Regions from separate parts of the Sus scrofa genome. Here region 2 is linked to region 1. A link is a contact called in public Hi-C data. All regions are on one chromosome and are shown on one strand. The core of a region is the stretch at or near the end of the contact, and the rest is flanking DNA. Distances in the headings are between cores, read along the strand shown. Region 1 has its middle 170 kb from the start of PHACTR1. Region 2 has its middle 100 kb from the start of PHACTR1.

Region 1 (3,446 bases), core at 323-2,822:
CCAGAAACAGAAGCTACAATGTTAAGTCTCCCAGCCAAGACCATGCAGGAGACAGTAATTTATATGTCTTTAACAGTATGTGCCACATGCCTTCAAAAAAATCTACTATTCAGTTCTTATCAGGCAAACTACACAAATAGGAGTTTTGTTTCCTGTTATTGCAGTACTTGTGGAGTTGGAGAAATGCTCTTGATTTCCTTTCATAAAGTTTTCTTTCTGAAACAATCAGGATTGTAGTAAACACTGACCCAAAAAAGAGGGTTCATTTCATGAATTTCCAGTAATGCCAGTGCTCCGAGTATTGTTTTTGTCGTAAAAGATAGGAACATTTAATTATTAATGTCAAAAGGATATTTCATTTGTTTCAACAGCTGATATTCTCACCAAGGATTTCCCATATCCTGGGCACTGCCGTGTTCCTGGAGGCACAGGTGGGCCATGCCATATACTTTCTGAGCCCACTCCCTCCAAGACCAAGTTCATGAGCTTAGACATGACTTACCTAGTGCATGGCAATGTGAAGTAATGTGAAGTTATCCTGAGCTTTCTACACTCTTAACAGCACTGAGGAATTTTAGGTATTTTCTGCAGTGTTTGTTCTTAGTGGGGGGTATGGCCACTGCATCATTGTATGTTCTCATAAACGGTCTGAGTTTTCTCCTTTAGTCTCTTGACTCCCCCCCAAAGTTATGTGAATCTTACTGGAAGGCATGGGCCAGCTCTTGGCCTTAGTCCTAATGTCCTTGTTGCCTCTAAGTGGACCTGGCGGGGTTCCTTGGCTCTATGACATTTTAGAGCTGTTAACTAGCTGCAAAGGCTGCAAGCCCCTCATGATCTAGTCTGCCTGGTTACAGGTTTCGTCAGCACCAGTTGCATTTCTCCCTCCCTCTGCATGTGCCTAATGTTGAGATTTGCATGGGCACTTGGTCAAAGCCTTGCCACTCTGCTCTCAGCTAAATTCTCCAAAAACCAGTCTTCGTCTTCCTCCAAGGGCTTCGCCAGATGTCCCTCTTTCTCCTTCTACATTCTGTACAGTTTCACCACCTTACACAAATGTCCCCTTAGCCAAATGGGACCCCACCTTTTCTCACACAATATTTGGCATGCACTTTTCTTTGTCCACCATGGAGCTCAGGTGACAGGAAAAAATACAGGTGATGGCTATTTTACTGGGGGAAAAAAATCCTTTATGATTTCTTCCTTCCAAATCACATATTTACAATGTAAAACCTTCCGTTTGCTGCTCACATTCCAATCTTCATATCAGAATTAAATAGTCCCACCCACTGGTTTGAAACCAGTCACATCTATCCTGCTTGCTTGCTCCCCTACCCCTTGTTTCCAGGAATGCAGGTCCTGACTTTTTCTCCAGGAGCTCAAATCCCTATCTTGATAACCAGCCTGGGAGGCCAGTGTTTCTGGGAGCAGGGTCTTGCTTAGATGTCATGGGGCCTGGAAACAGCCAAGTCCAAGCTATAGCCTGGGTCCTTTTCACTGCCACACACCCCAGACGCAACCCTCTGATGGTCAGGCTGGGATCCATCCCTTGATAGCTGTCTCTTTTGCTGAAGTGCTCCACCTGCTGGCCTGCACTCCTTCCCGCCACCCATGGCCATCTCTGCCCACTCTCCACTTAGGCCCGTCCAGGGACAGACTCCGTCTTCAGGTTCTGATTCTTCTGCTTTTTCTCCGGGGGCCCGCAGTCCTGATCCGTGATGGTTCTGCCTTGGCTGTGGGATTCTCTCTTGGATTGTGCTCTCAGCCAAGTTTTTCCACCTCTTGAGCCTTAGTATCTCATTCAATGAAAGCAGAGGTGGTAGTGAGTGAAGGCCAGATCTTTAGAGATCTAGGAATCATTTCTGTTTATGGTATGAAGGTGCAGTGGCCATAAAACTCACCTTCTCATCAGCCACAGCCCCGAACTCCCACCATTCAACTCTTTGTGGATAACTCTGAGATCCTCAAACACGGATGTTTATTTAGAAAGAGCTGCCTTGGGATAAAGCATGAAATGAGCTCTAGCTAATTCAGGCACTTCAGTGAGTTTTCCCAAAAATTGTAATTTTTAAAATTTGAGGAATTTTCTTTGAATGTGAAATGAAAGCTTTTCCAGATTTTGGTATTAAAATATCCTTTCTTTCATAAAATGTTGGTGATATTAAATTAAATAGAGTTTTGTTGTGGCTGTTTTTAAGGTTCTTAACTTACCAAAATACAGTGCTTTAAAACCCTAAACCAGCCTTTATTTTTTTCTCTTTTCTTTTCTTCTTTTCTCCCTTCTCTTTCCCTCCTCTCCCCTCCTCTCTCTTCTCCTCTTCTCGTCTCTCCTAAGCATGACCCTTCTCTCTCTCACTGTCTCTCTCGACTACCAGTCTACAAAAATCTCAAAGTCTGAAAACCACAAGATTAAGGGATAGCCTTTTTTGAAACATCATTAGTATCTTGTCTGGTAACAAATAATTATCAGATGAGTTCACATTAGTCATCAATTTCCCAGAAAGTCCTTAGAGTTTAAAGCATAGGGTAGGTTATCTGGGAAGTGAGGGGTAGAATCTTCGTGTCACTATTTACGTGGGGGACATCAGGGCCAGATGGCTTGGGATGCAAAAGTGCTTTGGCAGACAGTGGATGGGAAAGAAAACAGAGACCATAGAAATAAGAAAGAGAGATCCCAACGCAACGTTACTGACGTTCACAGTCTTGTCCAGCAATAGACCACCAGCAAAGTACAATGAAATCACTTGAAATTGGGTGTGCTCAAAATCTAATCCACAGCCCCACTGTCCCCCTCATATTATGACTAACACCAGCCTCATTCAGGATCCTCTGAATGAGAAGTATATTCAAGTATATTCAGGATGCTCTACTGAGAAGCTTATGATCTTCAGTGAAAGCCCCATCAAGGTCTTCCCATGTGCAGTGGACCTACGTTTTTTTTTTTCTCTCTAATACCGTCAGAGGGGACCAACTCTCCCTCAATCTGTATTAACACACTCCAGTCCTAGAGATTCAGGTGATTCCCAAGTCCCTCTCTTTGTCCAGCTACCCACCAGCCTTAGGAATGGACACTTGACTCAATTCTGACCACGCAGAATCAATCAATCTTGCTGGCCACAAAGATGGATTTAGGGATGGGCATGTGATGCAGTCTAAGCTAGTCAGAACTCTCTCTTCACCCTTGCCAGAGCTATTGGAAGAGATGGTATCCTTTTCCCTGAGATCATGAGTTCAAAATCTAGGCAGACCCAGGGCTGCTCGGGAGCAGTCTGGGAATTAAGAATAGACCAGGGATGTGCACTGCTGCGGACAGCCTTAAAATCTGGGATTTGGGCATATCTAGATTTCTAGGAAATTCTTTTTCTTGGTTCTTTTATTAAGCCAGATTGATAGGCTTCTATCCCTTGCTACAAAAAAATCTCAGAGGCATGTACAGTTCTTGATTTTAG
Region 2 (3,446 bases), core at 389-2,888, 71 kb before region 1:
AATCTTGACAGATGTGAACACCCTTGGAGTCACACATTCAAAGCTCCTCCTCTTGCTGATGAAAAACCAAAAGGTCCAGGGAGTGACTATGTCACCGTCTATAAACAGGCAGGTGAAATTTCCTGGTAATTAGCGCCAGAGCCAAAACCAGAATGAAGATCTCAGGACATCTGGTCTGGTGTTTCCTAGTAGAGTCCTGCCTGATGAGTGGCACTTTTTTTTTTTTTATATTGTTAAAATTTATTATTCCTTTTTAAGATATAAATGATTAAGATACATTTTGGGGGGGGGTTTCTGACCCACAAATAAATATTATATCAAAAATTCACTTGGGGAAAAATTTTCCCTAACCCTTAAAGATCATGTTTGAAAAAACATACATTTATTTATTTACTTATTTATTTTATTACTCAATGACTTTATTACATTTCTAGTTGTACAATGATCATCCCAGCATTTCCATCCAACACCCCCAGGGCGTCCCCCTCACCCCCCAACCTGTGTCCTTCGGAGACCAGAACTTTTTCAAAGTCTGTGAGTCAGTATCCGTTCTGCAAAGAAGTTCATTGTGTCCTTTTTTCAGATTCCACGTGTCAGTGAAAGCATTCGATGTTGGTGTCTCATTGTCTGGCTGACTTCACTTAGCATGATCGTTTCTAGGTCCATCCATGTTGCTCCAAATGCCGTCATTGCGGGACTTTTAATTTTTATTTAGTCTGGAGTGTTCTGAGCAGTCTTTAGCAACCGTTTATGGGGCAGTTGTGCTTACCGCTACAACCAAAATCTGCCCTTCCATGAGCTCACTTAAAAGACCTAAGGCTTACTACAAGGCTTAAAAGACAGATTTTGCCCAATGTGTGCTCATTAATACAAAGATGAACCTCAAGATGCCAATAAATTTAAAAACAAGGTAAACTGTATTCACAAAATACAACTCTCCTTTGCGAAACTGGATATCTAAATCTATGGAATCCGAAATGTGCGGCTGGAAGGAAAGTGTCTCACCATATTGTCCATTTATTTCTCTCCCCTGGAGGAAACAGCCCCTACAAGCCCTTAAGCTATAAACCAACAGGCTTCATTAAATTCACGTTGATTGCTCTGACGTCAACAGTCGCCCATCGAGGTTCATTCAGTCCTTGTGTGTAAGAACATCAGTGCTGTCCTGTGTACCCTTAGGGGGCCGTGACACTGGTGCACAGCCTGGGAGCACCTCCAGAAAGCTCATTAAGCCTGGGGACCTGTGGATACTCCTAGCCGAAAGACGTGGACCCAGACTAATACCTCCGATGCCTCATGCATCTTCAGCAATGGCTCTGGATTCTTGCCGGTTCCACCTGGCTTCAGCATCCCTCGTGGCGAGGGAGCAGGTAGGGGTCTGGCCAGGCACATCCACTTGGGCAGCTACAAGGAGGTGTGGTGAGGTTGCCAGGTGAGAGCTGGATCTCCCTGGATCCGTCTGGACGCCTACTGTCTGGCTCCAGCAGCCCCTAAGCCCAGTGGCACCAGGAATCTCTGGTCGCCGCACACTGTGGAGAAATCAAAGAATTCAAGAGCGAGGCCCTGGAATGCCTGGCTGCCTCCCAGCTCTCTCACGAAGTAAATTCCATTGTTGTCTCACCCGGCTTTCCGCACTCTCGGAATCAGCAGTTACTGTACGCCAGCACCTTTCCCCTTCCAAGGAGACCGCTGGGCTAGACCAGGAAGCCCAGAAATCTTAAAACATAAACTCAGAGCCCTCCCCACATTTATCTTCCACACTCGCCCCCGTCTCTGCCGTCAGGGCCTGGGTGCTCCGTGACTCTCTCCATGTGCTGGGCAGTCGCGTGGTCCCTGTTGTTGGGGACTCTTTGAACCCAGCCCAAGCCTGTGTCAGAAAAGGCGGTGATGGATTCCCAGTGCCATCCTGAACTGACTGGGATATCGCACCTTTAAACTGGAGGGCCTGGTAAACAATACAGCATGTACTCAGCTTCATAAACACGCTGCCTTGTTACAAAGGGCAGTGCAAACTCAGTGTGATAGGACTTGACCTTAAAAGCTATAGACAATCTAGCGGAGCACAGACGGTTTCATAAAGTACAATCACTTCCTGGAATTCTTGGGCCAGTGCAGTCGGAGCCGTGCAAATCCTGTTTTCCTTGCATTGTTTCCTGCATGTGAATATCATCAGTCTAGCAGGACTGTAACCATGGCACTTGTAAATAGCTGAGGGGCGACTTCTGATAAAGGCATAACGTTTTAAGAAGGCTTTTTTTTTTTCCTTTTTTTTTTAAAGACAAGCCTGAATCAAACCTTACACATGCCACATGTCAACACAAAGTTGACAAACTGCAGTTTCAAAAATGCACACATTTGGACCCAGATACGTTTTTAAATCCCGAAGGAAACACCACAGATTCCCCACAGTACTGAGAGTAAGGCGAGTTGTTTTTCACTTGTTATGGTGTAAATATACACAGATCCTTTCAGGGTGAGCAGAGATGGACACTGAGCAGGCTTCTAAGTGATTCTTTCCTTACTTATGAGCGTGGCTCCTTTTCTACTGAACAAGTGTGTGAATCTTAATTGTCCGGTCCTTTCATTTTTCTAACCAGTAACAATAAGAAAAAAAGGGATGTTACTTACCCTTTGAAATACTTAGTTTAAAACTTCAGAAATTTGATGGCACTCTTGGGCAATTCTACTTAACTGTGTTTGGTGCTTGACAGGTTCCTATTTACACATTGAGATGGGATAAAAGGGGAGAAAGGCCAAAACAGACCACTTTAATGTACACAGAAAATTCAAAGATATATTTTCCAGGTTTACTATAAATGCCTCCATTTGTAAAATTTGGACCTGCTGATTCCATCTTGATTCTTCAGCCTTGTACAGGACTGAAATGTTGGTGGAGCTGACATTACAGGTTAAAAATTTTAGCAGATTCTGAAACATGATGGATATTGAACAAGTGTTGGCAAGAGTGCTTAAGTTTCTGAAAAAGACTTCCTTAGAGACAGATAACGAAAAGAGGAGCTGGGAGTTCCCTTTGTGGCTCAGCGGTTAACAATCCTAACTAGGATCCGTAAGGCTGCAGGTTCAATCCCTGGCCTCGCTCAATAGATTAAGGATCCCGGGTTGCCCTGAGCTGTGGTGTAGGTTGCAGATGAGGCTCAGATCCCGTGTTGCTGTGGCTGTGGCAGAGGCTGGCAGCTGCGGCTCCAATTCAACCCCTAGCCTGGGAACTTCCATATGCCTCGAGTGCAGCCCTAAAAAGCAAAAATAAAAGAAAAAGAAAGAAAAAGAAAAGAGGAGCTTGTAAGACTCTCAATTATGTGTTCACAGATGCTTAGGTTTGATTGTTTTGTATCTAAATTGTTTCTAAAATAAGACTGGGGACGATAGTTAAGAATATGCTGTTGTATATTTAAAAGTTGTTAAGAGAGTAGACCTTAAAAGTTTTC

The links. A called contact is a pair of places that touch in the nucleus more often than the background predicts.
Region 2: a Hi-C map of retroperitoneal adipose tissue shows a contact between it and region 1, with 2.3 times the contacts expected there. The contact joins two enhancer-like sites. A contact is called at or near these places in 1 of 5 promoter capture datasets (liver), 16 of 47 Hi-C or Micro-C datasets (alveolar macrophages, embryonic fibroblasts, epiblast stem cells and 10 more) and 1 of 2 datasets of contacts at active chromatin or transcription factors (skeletal muscle).

The regions. Positions count from the first base shown.
Region 1 is chr7:8,928,762-8,932,207 of Sscrofa11.1, reverse strand. No RefSeq gene overlaps it. Among named protein-coding and RNA genes, the nearest start is that of PHACTR1, 170 kb to the left of the region's middle. Within about 2 kb of position 1,572, at least 5 of the 83 cell types and tissues checked have an H3K27ac peak or open chromatin away from gene starts, as enhancers often do. A contact at or near this core is called in retroperitoneal adipose tissue, where this site is marked.
Region 2 is chr7:8,999,628-9,003,073 of Sscrofa11.1, reverse strand. No RefSeq gene overlaps it. Among named protein-coding and RNA genes, the nearest start is that of PHACTR1, 100 kb to the left of the region's middle. Within about 2 kb of position 1,638, at least 10 of the 83 cell types and tissues checked have an H3K27ac peak or open chromatin away from gene starts, as enhancers often do. A contact at or near this core is called in retroperitoneal adipose tissue, where this site is marked.